2 separate regions of the Mus musculus genome follow, and region 1 is linked to region 2. A link is a contact called in public HiChIP or PLAC-seq data. All regions are on one chromosome and are shown on one strand. The core of a region is the stretch at or near the end of the contact, and the rest is flanking DNA. Distances in the headings are between cores, read along the strand shown.

Evidence for each region. HiChIP or PLAC-seq counts read pairs in DNA pulled down with a chosen protein or histone mark.
Region 1: an H3K4me3 HiChIP or PLAC-seq map of the SCID.adh cell line shows a contact between it and region 2, with 9 read pairs. The contact joins the promoter of Btbd8 here to the enhancer-like site in region 2. A contact is called at or near these places in 1 of 39 promoter capture datasets (macrophages), 10 of 484 Hi-C or Micro-C datasets (double positive thymocytes, embryonic fibroblasts, granulocyte-monocyte progenitors and 6 more), 3 of 115 datasets of contacts at active chromatin or transcription factors (the SCID.adh cell line, bone marrow-derived macrophages and embryonic stem cells) and 3 of 9 other capture datasets (adipose tissue, liver and pancreatic islet).

The regions. Positions count from the first base shown.
Region 1 is chr5:107,435,643-107,441,189 of GRCm38.p6, reverse strand. It overlaps Btbd8 (BTB (POZ) domain containing 8), which reads right to left and starts at 3,260. Exons shown (of 18, transcript NM_001378266.2): 1 at 3,045-3,260. The coding sequence starts at 3,193.
Region 2 is chr5:107,369,557-107,375,226 of GRCm38.p6, reverse strand. Brdt (bromodomain, testis-specific) reads right to left here. Exons shown (of 19, transcript NM_054054.2): 15 at 4,898-5,072. Gm17202 (a long non-coding RNA gene) reads left to right here. Exons shown (of 5, transcript XR_389494.4): 5 at 4,172-4,608. Among named protein-coding and RNA genes, the nearest start is that of Ephx4, 31 kb to the left of the region's middle. Within about 2 kb of position 2,241, at least 27 of the 459 cell types and tissues checked have an H3K27ac peak or open chromatin away from gene starts, as enhancers often do. A contact at or near this core is called in the SCID.adh cell line, double positive thymocytes, pre-pro-B cells and 1 more, where this site is marked.

The sequences.
Region 1 (5,547 bases), core at 2,011-4,510, 65 kb before region 2:
TGAGCTAGGTGGGGTCCATGATGGCAGAGAGGAGGAAATGAAAACACGTGTGGGTAGTAACTGGCGTTGGCTGGATGTAGGAGTGAAGGTGAACAATCTCTGGTCTGGATAGATAACCTGGGCTCTGGTGATGCCACCAATCCTTCATCTGTACTTGCTTGTCTGAGCTCTCTTCAGCTCATCTCTTCAGATGCACGTCTAGTTGTCGTCAGGATACAGCCTCCCGAATACTCATATATACTTCTTTTTCAACTGTCCTAGGATTTGGAGCTGTTTCCTGTTCTTCCCTGTCTCGGCTCGCCCACATATATTCACTCAACAAACCTGTAACTTTTCCATTTCCACTGCCAGCATGTAGCCCTCAGCTACCATAAAATCTCTTACCTGGCTTGTTTGTTTCTAATTTCTCTTTTCCCAAAGTCAAGATCTCAATGTTAATTCTATTTCTTGTTTGGTTGGTTGGTTTTTGTTTTGTTTTGTTTTGTTTGTTTTTTTAGAAACACCAACAGTTCTCTGAACTACCCTCAGAATCCATCCCAAATATTTAAGTACACAAGAATGCCCTATTATAATCTACAGTCTTAACCTATCTACCTTCACATTCTGTCATTTTGTCTGCCATAACCACAAATATCTTCAAGATAAAACAATCTGCCTTAGTTAGGACTAATATTGCTGTGGTGAAACACCACGACCAAAGCAACTTGGGGAAGAAAGGGGGTTTATTTTACTCAGTTCTATGGACTAAAAAGCAGTGAGCACAGGAACTCAATCAGGACAGGAACCTGGAGGCAGGAGCTGATGCATAGGCCACAGAAGGGAACTGCTTGCTGCCTTGCTCAGCCTTTCTTATAGAGTGCAGGACCACCAGCCCGGGGTGGCACCACCCTCAATGGGCGGGACCCTCCCCAAACAATAATTAAGAAAATGTTTACAGCTGGATCTTGGAGAGGCATTTTCTCAATTGAGTTTCTTTCCTATGACTCTAGCTTGTGTCGGATTAACATAAAACTAACCAGGACAGGCTCAAATCTACTTATATGACCTTGGCTTTTTATCATAAATCTCAATACTTTAATCTCATCTGAACTGGATTGTATACTAAGCTGACATTAGCTTCATGTGCTAGTTAAGCAAGGTAACTTCTGTGGAGAAATTGTATGATAATCCAGGTAGCAAGTGGTACCTTTAAGAATGCACAACCCCCAGAAGGAATATTGAGATAATATACTTTTCCTCCCCAGAAGCCCATCCTTCAGTGCAGCCACTTGCAGCATGATGACATTGTGACAGCGCAAGACAGCGCAGAGGCTCCTCCATCTCATATTCTTGCTGAGGCCATTTCAGGTTTAACTAACATTTGGTTTCCTTGATAGAGAATCCCACAAAAAAGTTAACCAACTCTATTGTAGGAATCCAAGGTCAACAGATTCCAGCCAATTTAGCTTTTTTGTTAAACTGCCTACTGTGCAGACCTCCCCTCCAGTTAACTGCTCAAGTTCTGTTACAGTGTTTGCTTGTGCAAAATTCCCCCTGCAGCTGCACAATACAGGGGAAGTGGCTTTAAAAGCCCCTCACCTAAATGCTTGGGAGTACACTTAGGTCCCAGCCAATAGGAACAAATACTTTCAATTGGCTAGAAACTGTGTCTGAGTAGTCACCACTGGCAAATGGGCTCCTCTAACAACAGAAACCTGCCTGCTTTTCTGAGTCCTAACTCAAAGCATAAGGTTTTCTTTTCCTTTCTATCCTTTTCTTTTAGACACTGGCCCATACACTCTGGACTTTCTCACTGTTCTTTGGAAGTAGCTCACACATCACACAGCAGCTGTTCTCCACTGGGTAGCCTACCAGCTTTCTTAGACCTGATATAAAAGGCACGGCTTTCTCTTCCCCATGCTTCCAGGCAGCTGATAAGACATGTAGCTTGCCTATTGACTCTGTTTTTAAAATCATTTTATTAATGAGACTATGAAGACTATGAAGAAGAGGACCTCAGCTTTTTTTCCCGATAAACATATGAGCTCAACGTGAAGATCCCCAAATTTCCACAGTTGTTCACAGTAAGATTTGTAGAATAAAGCCAGGTGTGGTGGCAGATGCCTCTAATGACAGGCAGAGGCAGGCTGATCTGTGATCCTGGTCTAGAGAGTGAGTTCCTGAACAGTCTGGGCTACATTGAGAAAAAACAACCCAAAAAACAAAACAACGAAACCCAAATAAGCAAACGAAAGTATTGTGCAATAAGAGAGAAATGATCCAGAGGTTAGCAGCATTGCTCTTGCAGAGGGCCTGGGTTTGGTTCTCATCACCCACACTATTATAGAAAGAATACGCATTCCCAGTAAGAAATCACTCCCGCACTTATCACAGGTCTGCGTATGGCTAATTAATGCCTAAGGAAGAGCTGGCCTTGAGTAAATTTTTACTAACTTATATACACACCTTAGGAGATGCATTTTCATATATGCCGTCATCTTTAAATCGAGTTCCAGCCCCAGTCTGCACTTTGAACAATTTAAATAGAGACAGGAGTCTGCAAGTCTGACCACTTGGGTGGATGGGAGGTTTGCACAGCAGAGCTATTGCCAGAATTATTTTCAGTACAGCAGTATGTGTTTCCCCCACTAGTTGATGGCCGGGTTCATCTTGCCCACCTGTCAGAATTATGCCTTCCCTGCTAAGAGCATAGAGGAATTAATGGTAGCTGTGACCCTGAGCTGCCCCGTTAAAGGCACACGGTTCGGTCCTTCATGTCAAGAAAACACTCGTTTTCCTAATTGAATAATTTTTCTTCCAACTTTTTAAAGACATGGTATGTGTTTCAGGGTCTGGACGCAGCCCGAACTCAGCAACAGCCACTGCCGGTGTGTGAACCTTAGAAACACTGGTTGCAACGCATCGTGTAGGTCTAATTTTTGTCCTCCTTCTGAGTGCCTAGACACCGGTTCCTTGGGTCGGGCTGAGCCTCCTTGGGAGGGAGGCGCCCAGCGAGACTGCAGCGAGGCGGGGAGGGAGTGAGCAGCGCTGCTCCCGCCTCCTACCTGAGCACGTCGCGGCTGAGCTGCTCCGACACCGCCGCCTTCAGCCGGCGCCGCTCCCCGGGCCCCTTCCTGGGCAGCCCCTTCCTGCCATGCCCCGGGGAACTCAGAAGGGCCACCGGGGCCGCACCTCCCGCTCCACAGTGGGCCATGTCGGCCGCAGAACCCCGGTGCCAGGCCGCGCTGGACCGGTACGGGGGCGTTCCCGAGCCCAACAGCGCGCAGCCGAATCCGCCCCGGAAGGAAAATTCCCGCCCCCACCTAGTTTGCAGCCGGTCCCTAAATGCTGCGGACCAGGCACCGCGCGCCTAGGACTCAAAGCCCGTAGCCACGTGACCGGGCGCTGCTGCGCAGGCGCACTCGCTCTGTTTACATTGGCCTGTTTGCGCCCTCCTAACTGACCTGAAGGGAAGGTCCCCAGAGCTGTAATCTGTTCTTTCTTCTTACTGGTTGGTGTTAAGTCAACCGTTTAATGAGTGTTATGGAGAAGTGACTTGAAATCAATGTGAGAAGAATTTGTATGTGTTCTTTCTGGGGTGTCTGCATCCTCTGCCCTCTTTATGAAAGATGGGGGTTGGGGGTAAGGTGGGGGATGGGATCACAAGAGTTTTCCAGTAGTGAGTATTAATGTCCTGAGCAAGGAGGTAGATAGGCATAGTTGGTATAGCACAAGTTATATTTTAGTATGCCGAGGGTCATCACATAAGGTTCATGCCCTAAATTCCTATGGTCCCAAGGCCATCTCCCTAAGGCTGCTTAACTGGGTGATGTATCTTAGCTGAAGGTTATATAAGGGTCCATGATTCGCCAAGGAATGATACCTAGGACTCAAATAGTATGTAAACACAAAGAGTGTTTTATTCTACAGAAGTCCAGCATGCTGGGGTCTCCCATTACCAAGACAGAGACAATCAAGTGAGCTCGCAGGCCTGATTTAAGCACATTAGGGGATTCTGGGATAGATAACCTTCATCTTGCTCCATCTCTAAGAATATTCCGTTACCAGGGTGTGGGGGATGGAAACTGTTGTTGACCCTTTGCCCTTGCTTCAGGCCAGGTGGCAGGACAGCTTCTGATGGCAGGGCAGTTTCTGACCAGCTGCCTAAAGCCAGGGTTTTTTTCTAGTAACTGACTTGCCTGGGCTTGCCTGGATTTGCCCAGTTCTTAGGCCTAGTCTCCTGGACTGCCAATTTGAAGCCTGTCATGGAGTCAGCCTGTATCAGACGACTCTAACAGTCTTTGATTAAGGGTCAGGATCCTGGGAGAGACTCTCCAGCCACAGGGCAGACTCTTAATCTCTGTTTACATTCTATCTACTGGCGTCAACGGGATTCTAGGGCTGTGTCTAATTATCTAAGTGGTGCCACTAGGTTTTGGTTATCAGGTGCAGCCTTGAGTTCAGTGGAATTCCTGGCTAAGCTATTTTTACAAATCTAAAATGCATGTTTTTTTGTTTTGTTTTGTTTTGTTTTGTTTTACTGTGCTCATTACACCTACTTAGCTTTGAGGAATAAATGATTTGGATTAAGAAAATGTGAAGGGCCAGGCGTGGTGGCACACGCCTTTGATCCCAGCACTTGGGAGGCAGAGGCAGGCAGATTTCTGAGTTCGAGGCCAGCCTGGTCTAAAAAGTGAGTTCCAGGACAGCCGGGGCTACACAGAAACCCTGTCTCGAAAAACCAAAAAAAAAAAAAAAAAAAGTGAAGGTTAACCCTCTCATGATTCACAGCTTCCTGTTTTCATGCCTAACTCCACTGCCCCATCTGGTTTCATATCACAACTATTAAGTTATCTGCCATTTTTTTGAGGGCTTCCCCACCCCAATAGTCCTTAAATTGTAAGGCTTTTATACTATTCTAAGTCGAGCGTGTGGCTCTAAAGACTCCAAGCTAGGATCTGCTTTTATTAATGCAAATGTGCGATATGTCAGGCCCAAATGAAATTCCATCTCTCCAAATTCTGGTGGTTAGACAAAAGTCCAGCATTCCTCGGGAACTTGTGAAGCCATTTGTGGTGTGTGTTAGCATACCAAAGTTCATGTTGGCCTCCAGGCTCCCTCATTATCACAAGTACCTGTTACATATTTCAGAGTTCGTGTCAACATGCTGCCCTTCTTACCTCCTCCACAACAGTAAATGTCTCCAGCTCATGGGCTTACCCTGCTATTTTGGCTATGCTCTCCCCCCACCCCACCCCTGCTTTCCCCCACCCTCTTCTTTCCTACTTCCTTCCCTCTGCTCTCCTTCCTATCTATCAATCTCTCTATCATCTATCTATCTCAGTCATCTATCTATCTATCTCTGTTGTTCCTGCTTCTCTCAAGCCCAGTTTCAGTCTGCTGATCATGTTCAGCCTACCCCTCCCCCTGCTCTAGACTCTTCCAGATGCCTCTAGCTGTTCTCTCCCACATTTCTGTAATAAAACCTTCCCCTTAACCATGCCATGCCATCCATTTATAAAGTGTTCTTATTTCTGCACCCAAGTTACCTCCATATATATTTTCCCA
Region 2 (5,670 bases), core at 992-3,491:
TCTTCTAGACATGACATGGATGTTGCATTCATGAGCTCACAGTAGTTATCTGAACAAGATCAAGCTGGTCAGCATTTCATCATGGAGAATAGGAGCTCACAAGCCCCACCCCTGCCTGAGGAGCTCACAAGCCCCACCCCTAGCTGAGGAGCTCACAAGCCCCACACCTAGCTGAGGAGCTAGCTATTGGCAGTTGATGGATTCTGGGGATAGAGTCCTTGTTTGTTTGGCAATATGGCTACTGGTGGGTTGCCCAGGCTGTAGTGGAGGCTCTACATCAGTGTGCATCCCACAGCAATCAACACTGACTGGACTCTGTGGATTTGGTTTTTGTTTTGTTTTGTTTTGTTTTTGAGACAGGATTTCTCTGTATAGCCCTGGCTGTCCTGGAACTCACTCTGTAGACCAGGCTGGCCTCGAACTCAGAAATCCGTCTGCCTCTGCCTCCCGAGTGCTAGGATTAAAGGCGTGCACCACCACGCCTGGCAGATTTGGTTTTTAATAAAAGAGGAGGATATGAAATTGGGAGGAGACATGCAGAGAGATGTTCAAGTGGAGTTGGAGGGGATGTGACAGGACAGAGACACAAAATACAACAATCCCGTTTGAACTCTCACCAGTATTGATTGGTTGATTAAAGGACAGAGAAGAAAAAGCAAAATTAGCTGACCCAAACTCATAAAATTCTAGATCATCTAATGCTGTGGGGATGTATATCTAAGCTTCTACCTCCCTTCAGTCCCTTGACTAAATCATGCTTGTCTTCAAGCTGAGGTTAGGGTAGAGCTAGAAACAGAACAGAGAGAGAATGTGACACTGTCAGAGGAGGAGTGTGTGGGTTAAAGAACAGATCTTACGTTTAAACCCTGGACAGCCCAACACACCCAAACTTCACAAGATCCCGGACACTCAACACGCGTGCACTTCTTAAACTCACGTGGAATGGAAAGCAAAGTTCAGAACTACAACCCTTCTGAGCTGCCACCAGACTTAGGCAGGAAGGAGAGTCTGTGTGGAAAGTAGAAACTCTAGAATGATTCTCAACTTGTTGATAAGAGGTAGCAGTGTTGCTATCACTAAATAAAAGGGGAAGATTAGGATCTGGATGTTGAAAGGCTGCAGAGGTGGCACTGGCTGTTTTTCAGTTCCCATCACCCACACATGATGTACAACCATCCATAACTCTAGTTCTAGAGGAGCTAAGCCTGTCTTCCAGCCTCTGTGGGCTTCAGGCATGTACATGGTGCATAGACAAGCATGCAGACAACACACATATGACATAAGAATTAAAATAATAAGTAAAACCCTTTTTAAAATCTGGGGATTGAAAAGTGGGTATTTGGCCGGGTATGCCTTTAATCCCAGCACTTGGGAGGCAGAGGCAGGCAGATCTCTGAGTTCGAGGCCAGCCTGGTCTACAGAGTGAGTTCCAGGACAGCCAGGACTACACAGAGAAACCCTGTCTCAAAAACCCAAAAAAGGAAAAGTGAGAATTTTGTTTTCACATGGTTTGCAATGGTTACTTGATGTTTAAATAAAGATGCTCTAGTGTTGTATAAGTATGCCTGGGGCCAGGTACATTTGAATTGTGCAAGTAACAGAAAAAACAAAAAACAAAAAAAAACCCAGAGATTTCCCAGATGCAGTCTACATCAGGTTGTCTCTCAGCCTTTCCGTCTCATGCTATCGAGACTCACTGTGGTCAGCACACTGCTTTGAGGGGAAGATCAGGACTTGTTCAGCAAGGCTGGGTGGGAAGCTCTGTGGTTAAGTAGGAAGGGAAGCAGCTGGCTGGGGGCAGTGACACGCACCTGTTTCCCCAGCACTTGGGACGCTGAGGTAGGTGGATTATGAGTTTGAGAATATGTGGGCTATATACATAGCACAATCCTGTCTCAAAAGAAAACAAAAGTTAAAGCTATCAATCAACCTTATCTAAAGGCAGTCATACCAAAAGGTGACTGCAGGAAACATTCAGAGAGGTGGGACAATCAAGAGAACAGGGTCATCGAAGCCTAGGATGGCAGGAAGGGTCCAACTGGGAGCAGCACGACCACAAAAGTTATCACTTGACACATCAAATACCATAGCTCTCCTTTCTCTGGAGTCCTCACCTCTAGTCCTTGCGAGCTTCCTTCCCATGAACCGATGCTGGCCCACCTACCATAACTAACACAGCACAAGTGCCTTGTGGGTGCAGTGCTCAGCCTGCCTGAGAAGAGTCTTTCAACCTTTTATTTTTTTCTCTTTGGAGCACTCACCACAACATCTCATTGTCTCCTCTTCTGCTCTACAAGAGCTACCCCTAGCCTCCCTTTACAGGAAGTTTAACTGCCCTAAGCACCGTCTTTGCTCAGAGCTCCATCAGCTTTCTACTAACTGCACTCTCACCCAAGACCAAAGCCTTTCAGCTGCTAGGGTCTCTGTGATCTGCCCTGCCGACCTGTTCATACTTATTTCTACATTTCCTGTTGATCAAACCAGTCATGTTGAGGTCAGTTTCTTAAAAGTTTTTGAACATTCTGTTCTTCCATCCAGACTGCTCAGTCTAAATGCATACAGGGAAGTCTTATCTGCTGCAGTGTCCAGCTCAGATGTCCACAGCAGGGTGCCCCTTTCTGAAGGTTTAGGCATCAGGCTTGCCTTGCCAAGGCCAGGGTTAAGTGGGAATCTAGACGCCGCTCTAGCCTCTTCCTTCTTTTCAAGGGCGCCACCATCTCCCCACTTGCTCGCTCACAATCGCACGCTAGACAGCAGCAGGTTCTTCCTACTTGGCTCGGGCTTTATTAATGCCTTTGAACATTCGGACCTTTCCAACTGAAAAAAATAACTCTCATGGCTGCTTTAAAAAGTTCTGTCTTTGTGTTAATAACCCAGCTATTTCCCCTTGGCCTCACTGAGGCATCCACCAGGGTCTACGCAGTTTGTAGAACCCTGGCTGCTACAACTCCTACGTAAGCTTGGAAGAGCAGCGCTTCTGCTGTCCGTTTAGACCTCTCTGTCCCTGTGTCCACTGCAGCCTCTGCAGCCAGTGTCTGTTTAGACCCCTCTGTCCCTGTGTCCACTGCAGCCTCTGCAGCCAGTGGCCCAGGTGGTGGCCCTTCTCAGCCCTCTCTCCTCTCATTACCTCTCCTTCCTTTTTGTCTCCTGTCTTTCTAATTTTTCCTCTTCTTCTTTTAAGATCAGGATGGCCTCAAACTTCCAGCTTAGACAAGCCTCACGCTGCAGTGCAGCATCAGGACCAGTGCTTTGATTTGTTAATCTCTTTACTGACATTTTCTTTCCTAGAACTACTCTTCTTAGTTTGCATATTTATTTCTTCCTTCCTTCCTTCCTTCCTTCCTTCCTTCCTTCCTTCCTTCCTTCTGTCCTTCCTTCTGTCCTTCCTTCCTTCCTTCCTTCCTTCCTTCCTTCCTTCCTTCCTTCTGTCCTTCCTTCCTTCCTTCCTTCCTTCCTTCCTTCCTTCCTTCCTTCCTTCCTTCCTTCCTTCTGTCCTTCCTTCCTTCCTTCCTTCCTTCCTTCCTTCCTTCCTTCCTTCCTTCCTTCTCGTGGTTTCCTAAATTACATCCATTTTATCTTAATCGCTTGTGGCAATGCTTAAGTGATGTTAGACTCTTTAGTCCCAGATACCCATTTCTGCTTTTACTCACCCAGCTGCATAGCCAAATGAGCTCTACCTCGTACTTCCCGTCCAGCTGTTAGGTTATCTCCTCTCAAGCCTTACACCTTCTGCTACAAAACTACCTTCCTATGCTCATAGCATTAGTTTTGGTTGTAGTAACTTTGACTTAGACGACAAACTCAGCTTTCTTCCATGGTACTGACTAATCAGAGTATCTTCAACTTAACCCACAATTTAGTAAGCAGCAAATTTTTTCTTTATAAACTTTTTATTGCTGTTTTGCCCAGTGCTGGGTTCTGAACCTCAGGCTCATGCCTGTCAGGCAAGTGTTTTACCAATAAGCTACTCCCTCATCCCCTAAAGTATTGTAGTTCTTTTTTTTTTTTTCTTTTTTGCAGGGGGGGGGGGTGAGGGTGTCTTTTTGTTTGTTTGACATGTTTCTGTTTGAAGTTCCTTGTTGCATAAAAATTAAAAGTTGAAATGCTATGGTAGTCTGAGAAAGAAACTGTGACCTAGGACAGCTACATGTTCTTCTTATTCTTCTCACAGGATGCAAATGCTCTCCCTCTGGACACAATTCACCCTGCCTTAGCTGGCTCGACAATCTGCACCTGCCTCTTTCTCTCTGGTTTGTAGGGCCTTTTGTATTTTGGAGGGTGGTGGGTACTGGGAAATAAACCAGAGACCTCATATATGCCAACAATACAATCTACCACTGAGCTACAAGCCTAGTCCCCATCCATGTTTTTCTTGATCTCCATTTTCTTCTCCTCAAGGATGAGCTGTAATTTGAGTTACAGACAAAGCAGAGTAGCATGGAGCCCAACACCAGCGGCAACAAGAGCATCAAGACCCCAGTGCCCTTCCCAGGCTGGATCAGCTCAAGGCCTTCCCTGGGTACATAGTGAGGTCAGGGAGAGGCTGGAGGAGCTGCAACTCTGACAAAGGAAAACAAAACCTGCTTTGTTCTCTCCACACCACTGCAGCTTGCTTTCCACATGGTGGTAGAGCAGCATTTTCCAAGTAGCTAGAATATGGTTAAACTTGGGTAGTAAAAGAGATTTTTCATCATCTATACACTCTAACAAATTGAGTATAGATACACAAATATTAGGAGTGCTCATGTATATAAAGCAGTTTCCTGGGACCTGGCTCATTCAGTGATGCTTGGGTGTGTAACACTGACAACACCATTGTGTCCCCACACGTGCCTCCAGACACATGTGGACTACAGAGTCCATTTCTCAGCCAGAATGGCTGACTTGTGTTTCTTACCTGAAAGAGGCTGAGTCTGCACAGATGCAGTGTTCTCTGTGGCCTGCAGATGCTGTGTCACTTGGCAACCAAGCATCTGCTGGGAGTGCTTCCCTGGGGCTCCGCATGGTGCTGTGCTCTGCTGAGCAAGGGGAGCTTCAGCAGAGGTTATGTCTTGCACAGAAGATTGTATCTGCTAGACAAAGATTAAATTATCCTTCAGACCTCTAACCACACAAAAGCATAATTAAGAGATCTGGAACACAAGACATAAGCAGCAGACTAACGATGCTTTAATGGTACCTTCTGAAAATGCATTACACCTTAAGTCACACACACACACACACACACACACACACACACACACACACACACACACACACACAGAGTCCTGCTAGGGCAGACTCTGCAGGTGAGAGGATCAAGGTCTAGGAAGAGTAAATACCTTGTTGGATGCCTAAGAACTTGGATCTCTGGAGTCCTGACTCTCCTCCTAATTTTTGTTTAGAAATTTTACATAGGACCCCTCACACTCCATTTTCTGTACCAAGGCAGTTCCTCTGTATTCACAGCCTTAGGTTGAACTGAAGTTTCTAAAACTTGTTCTACTTAACCGCTTGGCTTATACAGTAGTTGTATTTATTAGAAGGAGGAAGCCAAGTCATTTCTCTAGTCAACAGCCTTTGAGAGGAAGTCTTTGAACACCTAGTTAATGATTGAAAACAGTGACTTTTTAATATAAACAAAATAAATGTTTTATTTTTTTTTTCTTTTTGAGTCTCTTGCTATATAAC